Regions from separate parts of the Sus scrofa genome. Here regions 1 and 2 are each linked to region 3. A link is a contact called in public HiChIP or PLAC-seq data. All regions are on one chromosome and are shown on one strand. The core of a region is the stretch at or near the end of the contact, and the rest is flanking DNA. Distances in the headings are between cores, read along the strand shown.

Region 1 (4,104 bases), core at 1,379-3,878, 89 kb before region 3:
AATCATGGATCCTACAAAATCTAAGTGAAGATTCTAACTTGCATTCCAGAACTTTAGACTTGCACTTGCGTTCTGAGCTTGGCTGGTCATGACAGTTATACTGACTGCCTACCTCCTCGAAAGGCTCTCCACTCAGCAAAACCTGCTCAGTTTGCAGTAAAATTCAATGCAGAGTATCTGACTTAAGCTTTGACCTGCAAGAATGTCAAGTCCACATACACCAGCACCATCATCCTCTATAATCACCCTTCATTAGTCATGTTTCATTAGCCTTTGTTCAACCTCTGTGAATCTGTGAGAAAAGAAAATACAGGGCTGGGAATCAGAATACCAGACAGAGGTGGGTTCCGGTCTAAGGTCCACAACTTAGGTATCACTGTGATTTTTTTTTTTTGCAGACATGACTTTCTTCAAGTCTCCCTCATGAGTTACAACAGGTGAAATGACTAGAAAAGTTAAATCCAGGAGTTCTCTTGTAGCACAGCGGGTTAAGTATCCAGTGTTGTTGTCACTGCAGCGACTCTGGTCCTTGCTGTAGCAGGGGTTTGATCCCTAGCCCAGGGAACTTCTACATGCCCCAGGTGCAGCAAAAAAAAAAAAAAAAAAAAAAAAAAAAAAGTTAAATCCATCTAGCACATGCAAGTCTTTATTATTATCTCTGATCTCCTTTTGTCTGTACTGCATTTAAGGCATTGTGCTGACAGCAGTCCTGACCCCAGAAAGATGAGTGTGGGTAACAATTCTCAGCCTGAGTGGGTGTCTGTGCCTTCCAACGTCAAATATAAATGATTGGAGGTTTTCTGCTGCTTTGGATCATATTTACTTCAGTTCTTGCCACTGATGTTAAAACCAAGAGTTGACTATATTTAGCTGTTTTATTTGTTTTGTTTCCCTGAGTCAGAGGGGAACTATTTCTTCCCTCTCTACTCCTCTTCCCACGCTGAGAATTTCCCAAAGGCAAAGATCATTTCCCTTTTTGGCCACTGGAGCTCTCTGATGATAAGAACTTGTCTTTCCCTCACCACCTCCCACAACCCAACCTGAATGGGAAATCTCTAGGAATGGGAACCTTTTTTTTTTTCTTTTCTGTCCTTTTGCTATTTCTTGGGCCGCTCTGGCAGCATATGGAGGTTCCCAGGCTAGGGGTCCAATAGGAGCTGTAGCCACCAGCCTACACCACACAGCCACAGCAACGCGGGATCCGAGCCGCGTCTGCGACCTACACCACAGCTCATGGCAACGCCGGATCCTTAACCCGCTGAGCAAGGGCAGGGACCGAACCCACAACCTCATGGTTCCTAGTTGGATTCGTTAACCACTGCGCCACGACGGGAACTCCAGGAATGGGAACCTTGACTTTGGGCTCTGCCTTAAGATTCAGGTGTGAGGAGTTCCCTGGTGGCTCAGTGGGTTTATAATCCGGCATTGTCACTGTGGAGGCTCTGGTCAGTGCTGGGGTTGGGGTTCGATCCTAGGCCCAGGAACTTCAACATGGCACAGGAATCCCCCTTTCCCCCCAAAGAAACAGACTCAGGTGCCATTACTCAATCACAGGGGTGAGACCCAAGGGATTGGTGCAGTCAGTCAAGGGTAAAAATAGATTAAGATGTCAAAATTTCCTTCTTATAACATTTCTTTTTTTTTTTTTTTTCCCCTTTTCTTATAACATTTCCTTGGGTAGATGTATCAGACGACGGGGATTTCGTGGTGGTAAAGAATTCAGAGGGCCGAAGGGCAGACAGATCCAGATCTGTATACTGGCTTTGCCACTTATTAGCTATGTGACTGTGCAATTTACCAACCAACCTGGGCCACATCTCTTGTCTGAAAAACAGAAATAGCGCCCACATTCTAGATTTGTTAACAGGATTACATGAGCTGTGCTAAAAGCCTTACCACAGTGAATGTGGAGGGTTGCTGCGGAGAATGAAAGGAATGTGTGCGGAAGAGCTTCGTGGAGACCTGTGCCTGCAGGCCAAGAGGCGGCGAGGCCTGACAGAGAAGTCAGATGTCCTTGCTCAGGGTCAGTGTTCTGCACATCACAATCCAGCGCTTCTCATGAGGCCTTAAGCTACTACCGACCAGGGGCCGTACAGAATCCCGGGTAAGGAAAGGCGGCAGGAGCCAACTTGGCTTCTTGCTGTAATATCTCTCGAGGAAGGCTCCACGCGGGGTATCAGTGGGTCACACCCAGGCCCTCTTACTTACCCCGGAATGGTAACGGTCCTTAACTGCAGCCAAGAGCAGCTCACCTGCGGCCCAAACACTAGCAAGGGCAGGCTGAGGTCAACGTCTGAAACCCTTAAGTTGCATCAAACTACACTTCCCAGCATGCCACGCGGCCGCCGGGGTGGCGGAGCGCGGGCCTAGCTAAGCTTGGGCTGGTCTTTCCTCAGGCGCGGCCGAATTCCCAGGACTTCCGGGTAGTGCTGGTCCCACACCCAGGACAGCCGCACCTCTTAATTTCTGGGTATTGTAGTCCATCTTGTTTCGGTTTCCCACGAGTGAGCTGCTCTTAGTTACGGCTACCTTCGCCACAAACACTACAATACCCAGAATATCACGCAAATTTCTCTCGTCCAATAGGAACCCCCCATGTAGCGAGGCGCGGAGGCCGGCTCTCGCAACTCAAGATGGCGGACGAGAGTGAGACAGCAGTGAAGCCGCCGGCACCTCCGCTGCCGCAGATGATGGAAGGGAACGGAAACGGCCATGAACACTGCAGCGATTGCGAGAACGAGGAGGACAACAGCTACAACCGGGGGTAACGAGATCCTCGGAGTCTAATTCCTGTTTAGTCCCCCACAACCTGGGTCTTTGGGGTGCGGGGAAGACACCGGGAGCTTAGTGTAGCCCCGCCCCCATATTCTTATTGGCTGAGATATTGGAATCCTGCCTGGCGATTGGTTGCTGTCTTTGTCATTTTTCAGGTGGTGGGTGCTCAGTATATTAAGGCCCAAAGACATTCAGTACTTTTATTATATAAAAGTTCTGTGTAGTGTTGTACCCGTGTGGCTGAGGCTTGTCCGGGAAAAAAGCACGTTGAGCGATGGTCTTTGATGGCACAACACTGGTCAATCCAACAGTGCAGTTCAAAAGGAACGTTACTTTGTAGAGGTGTTGTGTGAACAGCGTGATTAGCAGTAAATGAATAATAAAACGTTTCACGGCAGTTCACTTTCGATGAGGAAATTCATCAGGCTTTACCAACCATAATTATGTTGTAAAGTAGCACTCCTAGAGAATCCCAAGATAGAAACTCACCTTATAAATCCTACGTAATTACTATATGATAATGTTTGGATAGATATAGTGTCCGTTGCTCCAAATAATCCATGTTTCGTAAGTAGTGTGTAATTAGGTCTTTGCTCAGTTAACTTTGTGAAGTAGCCTCGAGCTTTAAGACATTGACGGTGCTTCCTTGGACACTGTTTAGAAGTGGCTTAATACTGTACTTAGGATTTTGCCTCAATGGTAACTGTTCCTGGGGTGGAAGAAATGTATCAGGCGGTTGCCTGGTGAGCTTCCAAATCAGTTTTCGCTCTTGTAAGCCACACCCTATCGTTTCTCTTTCTCCATATTGTTACAGTGGCTGGCGCTAACGCCTCACTCTCCCTATCTATGTTCACATGTAGGTTTTCTAACGGAAAGTCGTGAGAGACTGTTTTGGATGTATAACTTTGGTTGAGTATGTGGTAGTCTAATTTTCATAGCCATCCTGACATTTGCAGTATTGGTTGGTGGTAGTCCTGGAGGTGGAGGTAAGAGGTAGAAGGTTGAGATCGTGGATAAACTTAAGAGAAATTCTGCTACCTTGAGGCAATGGGAGAACAAAGACTTGTTTAAGTCGTTATAAACTGCTTGCGATGAATGCTTAGGTTAAAAGATCTAATTTTGTGTTCTTCATTCGACATTGAAAATCACAAGAATGTAGGTGGAAAGGAAACTTGTCAAATTTGGTTTTTATGAGACTGTGTTCTTTGGCACACAGATCTAATGTAGTAAAAGCCTTGTTTCGAAGTTTGAGATTCCTGAGAAGGAGGAAGTAGGAACAGGAAGGAGGGAAAGTGCAGCCCTTCTGAGTAGAAATCCCAATCACACGTG
Region 2 (3,989 bases), core at 1,177-3,676, 110 kb before region 3:
CCACCCTGAAGAGCTGCACGTGGACTGTGGCACGTGGCTTGGGAAAGGCCACCCATAGCTGCGGGAGAAGGTTCTTGCCCACCGGCCACAGGCCTGTGCTTTTCAAACACTCTCCCCTTCCTTCCGGGCAGGCACCGCACTTGGCGGTCCCTGCACACGCCAGGCTGACTCTCTCCGCCGAGGCCCAGCCCCGAAGGATTATCCTCCACTCGGAAGCCTGCCCCCCTTGCCCGGCCCGCCTGGAGGCTCCCCACCTCTCCTCTTACTTCTCCAGGCGTCTCAACCAGCACCGAAGCTGCCTCTGGCTGTGGTCTATGTTCGAGTGGAGATGGACATCATGGGCCCGGACGCTTAGTTGCCCTGAGAGCTTCCCGAGCTTGGCATCGTTAACCTCCGGATGCAGACGAGGAAACAGGTGGAGGGGCTGGCCGGCTCAGTTACGCAGCCTTTAGAAACTGCGAGGGCCAGGACTTCAGCTCAGGCCTCTGACTCCATTATTCATCAGATGTTATCACACCCCCGCCCCCCACTGGAAAAAGCAGCTTCCTGAGGTTCATGGCTCAAAAGTCTCAAGCGTCCCTTCTCACGAACTTGTCGGCCTCCTTAAGTGGCGAGGGCCATCACTCTCTCGGGCCAGTGCAGGGCTGCATGCGGGATGCCAGGGAATAGGGTAAACTCAATAGCCTGCAGGATCACCTCCCCGGCCAACCTTTCTGCAGAGCAGGGCCCGGGGCCCTGGGCTTTGCCCCACCCCGCCCGGGCCGCAGGCCCCAGGCCTCACCCCGGAGGAAGTACTTGAAGGTCTCCTTCGTCATTTCCCTGCAGATCTCCGGGTGGGTGATGGCGTTGAGCAGGTGCCGCCGGTCAGGCTGGTTAAAGATCAGGTCCCCCAGGGCCTTGCGATCGATGTCTCCGTTCTCCAGCAAGACCTCAGTGCCGAAGGCCTCCACGATGCGCCGGTGGGCGGGGTACCCTGGCTGGACGACTGTGGCATAAGGAGGAGCCGGGTCACTCTCTGGAGCCTCCAGGCCGGCCCGGGGACTCTGAGTGACTACGGGCACAATGATGCGGGAACCCATGGGTGCTTCCTTCGTTTGGAGCAAAATCACCAGGAGGGGCGGGAAAGCAGCCGTGGAGGGCAGGGTGCATGGAATTCCCAGTGTTGTTTGCGGGGGGAAGGAAGGGGGGGCAGCAGGGGCAGGAACCCGAGACCAGCCCGGGGCTGACGGAAAGCCCTCCCCTCCTCTGAGGCCTTGAAAGGAAGAACGGAAGCACCAGGGAGCTGCTGTGCACGACCCGCGCCCCCCACTCACCATGCCGGGCAATGACGTCCACGTCAATCACCGCACAACCCAGCTGCTGGAGCACTTGGAGAACCGAGCTCTTGCCGGAGGCAATGCCCCCTGTCAGGCCCACCAGGAACATCCTTCCGGGAAAGAGGGAGCCAGGCTAAGAGGCAGGAGCCAGGAGCCACTGGAGGCCAGGCTCGCCTGGCTGTGATGCTCCACCACAGCAGGGACAGAAGGACTGGCCTGTCGGACAGAGCAGGCCTGGTCAGTGTGGGGCCAAACTGGCCGGGGGGCAGGGCGGAGAGGGAGGCAAAGACAGAGGAGGAGACACAGCCTTGGGGAGCTCAGGCTCCACCCGAGACAGAAAACTCTTTCAGGAAAGGCCTCTAGTGTTCTTTATTTTTTTTAGGGCCACTCCCGTGGCATATGGAGGTTCTCAGGCTAGGGGTCCAATTGGAGCTAGAGCCGCCAGCCTACACCACAGCCACAGCAACACGGGATCTGAGCCGCACCTGCGACCAACACCCCAGCTCGAGGCAATGCCAGATCTTTAACCCACTGAGCAAGGCTAGGGATCGAACCCGAAACCTCATGGTTCCTGACACTGCGCCATGACAGAAACTCCTACTATTCTTTTAAAAACACTCATGAAAGCAGTTCCCAGTGTGGCACAGTAGGTTAATGATCCAGCTTATCTCTGTGGAGGCATTGGTTCGATTCCGGGCCCAGCACAGCGGGTTAGAATCCAGTGTTGCTGCAGCTGTTGTTTAAGCCACAGATGTGCCCCGGATTTGATCCCTAGCCTGGGAGCTTCCAAATGCTGTGGGTGCAGCCAAAAAAGAGAGGGAAAAAGCCAACCAACAAAAAAACCCACTCATGAAGAAGGCAAACTAACACTGTGTAAATTTAGCAACCAAAATGCCGAGCAGGCAGAACAAGGTCGGGCGCCGCTGAGTGGAGGGCTTTGTGGAGGCGGCAGTACCCTATGCAGGCAAACTCCCCGCAGGAAGGGACACCTGGCCCCCTGCAGTGAACCCGGGACACTTTCCAGACGCCCACACAACACCTGCAGCCCCACTTTCTAGTCTGGGACACTGCGGCTCACGAGCACCAGGGCTGGGATGGCTGGGGAGCTGGTCCAAACTGATGAATAGCCCCTCCTCCTCCTCAAAGAAGCGGCACAGGTGGGGAGCTCAGTGACAGGCAGTGGCTGCGTGGCTACTAAGCCTCGGGTTCAGAGACGTACAGACTGTGCCAAGAAAGAGCCAGGAAAGGAAGACAGGCTTGAGCCTGGTGTGGTGATTTGTGGCTCCTGGGCTGAGCAGGACAGCAGAGGCAAGGAGCACAGACCTCTCCAAATCCAGTATTTCCACTCACATGCTGTGCAACCCAGGGCAAGTCACTTCCCTCTCTGAAACTATTTTCTTTTTTCGTTTTTTTTTTTTTAGGGCTGCACTTGCGGCATATGGAGGTTCCCAGGCTAGGGGTCCAGTTGGAGCTACAGCTGCCGACCTAAACCACAGCCACAGCAATGCAGGATCCGAGCCACATCTGCCACCACAGCTCATGGCAATGATGGATCCTTAACCTACTGAGCAAGGCCAGGGATCAAACCCTCAACCTTATGGTTCCTAGTCAGATTTGTTTCTGATGCGCCACGACAGGAACTCCTGAAGTTCGGTTTTCTCATCCGTAAAATGGGGTAAAATAGGCATGACAGAAGCTGCCCCCAGAGGCTGTCGTGCAGACTGAATGGAAAGAGTATCATCTGCGGCCCTTGGCACACTGCTCCTGACATGACAAATGCCCAGGAAAGGAAGTGAGGGGGCTGGTGTAGGCTGGACGGTGGGGGTTACTGTCAAGCTGTGAGGCTCGGAGAGAAAGACTGCCGTGAAGTTGCGTCGCCACTCCCACAACCTCAGACTGTCTCACAACAGACTTTATTTTTTTTAGCCTTTTTAGGGCCACACCTTCGGCATATGGAGGTTCCCAGGCTAGGGGTCTAATTGGAGCTACAGCTGCTGGCCTACGCCACAGCCACAGCAATGCAGGATGCGAGCCGGGTCTGCAAGCCACACCACAGCTCAGGGCCACGCCGGATCCTTAACCCACTAGTCGAGGCCAGGGATTGAAGCTGCATCCTCGTGGACACTAGTCAGATTCGTTTCCACTGAGCCAGGATGGGAACTCCTCACAGTAGACTTGAAGTCGTGCTGCATTTTCAGGCGTAAATATGATCACCGCGTCTTAGCCTTTGTTCCCAAGTTGGGAGAAATTAAATCGAAGGCCAGGTCTCTCCCCCCCTCCTTCAGTGTGAAATCACTTCTCCAGGACCTTAAAATCTGTCATAGGACTTTTTTTTTTTTTTTGGTTAAACAGCAGATTTACTGTCCTAATTGCTTCCTTGCACTTATACTGAAAGGAGTCTGCCTCTCTTGAGGACACACCAAATGACAGGGGAGGCAGCCGCTCCGATGTGGGCTGAGGAGGTGGCTTGGGGCGGCGAGGACACCAATCTAGAAGTTAAATCTCCCAGGCTCATTCTCACCCAGGGAACCCAGGGGCGGAGAGAGGAAAACATCCACCAGAATCATCATCCAAATGGAGAGATCGAACCACATTATTCAACTATTTACGAAGCCCTTCTTCTCAATCTCCCTGAGACCTGGGTTGCCCCCAGGTTGGTCTCCCTCCAGCTTA
Region 3 (3,676 bases), core at 218-2,717:
GAGCCGGAGGGGAGGGGAGGGGAGGGGAGGGGTCGGCCAGGACAAGGTTGTTTACCCAAAGCCTGTGTGCGCATAAAGTAACTAGGAGGGGAGAGAAGGTTCCAGAGGGCTGCTGGAGTGGGGGGCGGGGAGGGGTGTGGGCGCGAAGTTGAGGGCGTGCTAGGGGTGTGTCCAGAAGGCAGCTTAGGCCCGAGCAGGCTGGAGCAGCATACGGGGGAGGGGACAGGTGAGTTTGGCCGATCTTGGCCCAGAAGCCCAGGATCCGGGAGACACACACACACACACACACACACACACACACACACACACACACTAACCAAAGGGCTCTGGTCCTCTCCACCCCCAACACACACACACACACACACACACACACAAACACACACACTAACCAAAGGGCTCTGGTCCTCTCCACCCCCAACACACACACACACACACCCCAAAGGGCTCTGGGTCAGGGCCAACAGAGGTGGGTTGATTTTTCCCAACTGGAGAGGCCCAGGTTGGGCCAAGAAGAAAAGAGGAGTGTGAGCTGCGAGTGTCAGGAGAGATCAGTGAAGTAGAGTCAGTGTCACCTGTCCTCCCTATCTGGGTCCCTGACCTCAGGGCCCCGGACCTAGGCTAGAGCTGGGGTGTCTGGGCCCAGCACTGGGGAGAGCCAGCTTAGCTCCAGGGCCAGACACACGTTCCGTTGGGTCCCTGCTCTTCCTTCCCGGGCTGCCTGCTGGGCCAGGGCCTGGGCTTCCCTCCGACCGACCGACCCCCCCTCAGTGAGGAAGCTACCAGCCTGGCTCAGACACACCCCCCTTTCCTCCCCAGGCCTTTCCTCAGAGAATGCTCTGTGCCCCACTTCCCAAGCCCCAGAGAGGCAGGTGTTCGCAGGAGGGACGGCGGGAGCTTCCCACCACCCCTGCGTACCCCGGTCTGGGGTCCTCCTTTCTTCTCACCCCGGGTGGACACCGTGTGTGCCACAGACCTCCCCTGCCTGCAATGAGGTCAAGGTATTCGAGGTGGTGGGGTGGACAGAGCCGCTGAGGGGGCAGAAGGGGCCTGCCAGCAAGTGGGAAGGCAGTCTGAGGTGACGTGGTTCAGTGTGAGCGAAGAGGGTGGCCAGGTCCCATGGCCCCCGGGGGACGCAGGCAGGGATGGCACTGGCCCTTTAAGTGGGGGTGCCCGTCAGTGCCCTCCCCCAGCCAACCCAATGCGAGGGCACACTGAGCATGTGCAGGAGCTGTGCAAGCCGAGGGGAGGGAAGTGGGGGGATAGATTCCGGAGGGAGCTCCGCACCCCCCTACTTCCTGTAGCAGCCCCCATTCTCCTTCCTGGGTCTGACAAAGGAGCCCACGGTGCTCAGCTAATCCCTTCGCCCTTCTTAGATCCCCGGTGGGTGCTCCCCTCTGGGGCCCCGGGGTCTGCGAGGGGTGACTGAGGCCCTGAGCAGCCCCCCTGCTGCCTGGAGGGGGCATTGACACTCAGCCCAGTGCCATCCTCACTTCCCCCATGTGGGTGTGGGCGGCGGGTAATCTTCCTGCTTCTTAACATGTTTGATTTCATTCCATTGGTGCCAGGGTTTCTAAAGGAATTATCTACCCTGATGACGCTCTGCTCTGAAAATTAAAAACAGCTAAGAAGATGAGATCCCTGCCCCCACCCCCAGGAGCTTCCAGTCTAAAGCCCCGAGGGGAAGCAAACAGCTCTGAGGCTGAAAGCGCCTGCCCCGCTCCCTCTCCTTCCTCTAAGGTGCAGTGGCTCCCAAGTTCACAGGATCAAACTGCTTCCTCCATCAGCTGCATCCTCCAGGCCACCCTCCCTGGCAGCCTAGGAAACTCCCTCCCTCAAGTCCTTTCCCCACCTCAGAGTTCCCTGCTTCTGCAACACCCTCCTTCCCTCACACCAGGCCCTTTTTCACTTTCCCCTCCCCCCTTGGCACTTGCCTGCTCTTCTCCTTCTTGTACTCTCTTATCTGAGGGTACCCATATTTTTAATTGAGGTGAAGTGCACGTAGCATAAAATCAACCTCTTTTTTTAGGGCTGCACCCGTGGCACCTGGAGGGTCCCAGGCTAGGGGTCGAACCGCAGCTGTAGCTGCCAGCCTACACGCCACAGCCACAATGCCAGATCCAAGCCATGTCTGCGACCTGCCACCTACGCTACAGTTCATGGCAACGCCAGATCTTCGACCCACCTGAGCGAGGCCAGGGACTGAACACGGCTAGGGACCGAACGTGCGTCCTCGTGGATGCTATTCAGATTCTCTTCCGCCGAGCCACAATGGGAACTCCAACCATCAACCATTTTAAAGTGAGCAGTTCAGTGCCATGTAGCACCTTTGCAATGTGTACAACTGCCACCTCCATTAAGTTCCAAACATCATCAACCCCAAAGGTAACCCCATCCCATCCCCTCCTTTTTCCAGCCCAGGCAACCACCAATCTGCCTTCTCTCTCTGTGGATTTACTTATTCTGGATATCCTGCTAGCAGAGGCAAGAGGGAAAGACCAGTCTCATGGGGCCTGTATGCAGAAATTACAGATTCTCTGAGGGCCTGTTGTGGAGGGAGCACTGGACTGGGAGTCCCTGTGATGCATCCCAGTTCTGCTGTTTTTTTTTTTTTTTTTTTTTTTTTTTAGGGTTGCACCCATAGCATATGGAAGTGCCCAGGCTAGGGGTCGAATCGGAGCTCTACCCACTGGCCTACGCCTACACCGCAGCAATGCAGGATCCAAGCCACTTGGCAATGCTGGATCCTTAACCCACTGAGAGAGGCCAGGGATCGAACCTGGGTCCTCATGGATCCTAGTCAGATTCATTTCCGCTGAGCCACGATAGGAACTCCTCCCAGTTCTGCTTCTAACTCTCGGTTCTCCTCTTCTCCTGTGTCCAAGGTGGTGGTGAAGGGGCTTTAGATCAGTCTAGGATCCTGGGCCCTCTCAGGCTCATCCCTGGCTGGAGGCTTCTATTTAGGATTGTGGTGCCTGGCCTGAAAAATATTCCTCTTTGATCCTGTTGGCTCCTCCATGTCAGGTCCAGCCAGTGAAGGTGGACCCTGGGGGACTGTGTGACTAATACTGTGGAGTTTGGGGTAGGTGAGGAAACTCCGGCTCAGAGAGGTTGAGAAACTTGCGCAAGGCCACACAGCTTCTGCTGCCCTGGAGTAGCAGCTGGTTCTGCCTGATTGTGTTTGCACTCTTGACCACTGTGTTCTCCTGTCTTCAAAAAGATAAAGTTAAGGGCTTAGCACAGTGCCAGCTGTGTGGGAGGTGCTCTCAAGTGGAAGCAGCCATAAATTTTACTGCTGGTGGGGCATTGCGTAATTGTAAAGGGAATATCTCCATTCCAAGGTGGTTCTTGGGAGTTCCCCTCACCCCCCCCAACCTTATCTTTACCCTCCACTGGGCTCCCTAGAATGACAGCCTCTTTGGGGGCCAAGGGGCTGCCTGGACCCTAAGCCTTCAGGGCAGGTGGGAGTGGGAAGCATGGCTCCTCCCTCCCCCCAAGAAGGAGATGTTATTGTTGCCTTCAGCGGAGCTCAGCTCACCCATTCTCCATGGCTGACTATCCACCCCTCTCTCCCAAACAGAAAGGACTTTGTGGACCCGGGGAAGAAGGGGACTGCACAGGACTTGCCTGGCGGGGCACAGACTGAGCAGCTGGCTTCCCAGTTGGCCACTGTGTCCTG

Evidence for each region. HiChIP or PLAC-seq counts read pairs in DNA pulled down with a chosen protein or histone mark.
Region 1: an H3K27ac HiChIP or PLAC-seq map of alveolar macrophages shows a contact between it and region 3. The contact joins the promoter of NMT1 here to the enhancer-like site in region 3. A contact is called at or near these places in 4 of 47 Hi-C or Micro-C datasets (embryonic fibroblasts, heart right ventricle, liver and 1 more) and 2 of 2 datasets of contacts at active chromatin or transcription factors (alveolar macrophages and skeletal muscle).
Region 2: an H3K27ac HiChIP or PLAC-seq map of skeletal muscle shows a contact between it and region 3. The contact joins two enhancer-like sites. A contact is called at or near these places in 14 of 47 Hi-C or Micro-C datasets (alveolar macrophages, embryonic fibroblasts, epiblast stem cells and 9 more) and 2 of 2 datasets of contacts at active chromatin or transcription factors (alveolar macrophages and skeletal muscle).

What each region holds. Positions count from the first base shown.
Region 1 is chr12:18,335,950-18,340,053 of Sscrofa11.1, reverse strand. NMT1 (glycylpeptide N-tetradecanoyltransferase 1) reads left to right here and starts at 2,628. Exons shown (of 12, transcript XR_002337086.1): 1 at 2,628-2,764. It overlaps DCAKD (dephospho-CoA kinase domain-containing protein), which reads right to left and starts at 2,400. Exons shown (of 5, transcript XM_005668727.3): 1 at 2,209-2,400.
Region 2 is chr12:18,352,713-18,356,701 of Sscrofa11.1, reverse strand. DCAKD (dephospho-CoA kinase domain-containing protein) reads right to left here. Exons shown (of 5, transcript XM_005668727.3): 2 at 1,314-1,426; 3 at 782-985. The coding sequence starts at 1,425. Among named protein-coding and RNA genes, the nearest start is that of DCAKD, 17 kb to the right of the region's middle. Within about 2 kb of position 2,426, at least 5 of the 83 cell types and tissues checked have an H3K27ac peak or open chromatin away from gene starts, as enhancers often do. A contact at or near this core is called in skeletal muscle, where this site is marked.
Region 3 is chr12:18,246,337-18,250,012 of Sscrofa11.1, reverse strand. No RefSeq gene overlaps it. Among named protein-coding and RNA genes, the nearest start is that of HEXIM2, 15 kb to the left of the region's middle. Within about 2 kb of position 1,467, at least 75 of the 83 cell types and tissues checked have an H3K27ac peak or open chromatin away from gene starts, as enhancers often do. A contact at or near this core is called in alveolar macrophages, liver, retroperitoneal adipose tissue and 1 more, where this site is marked.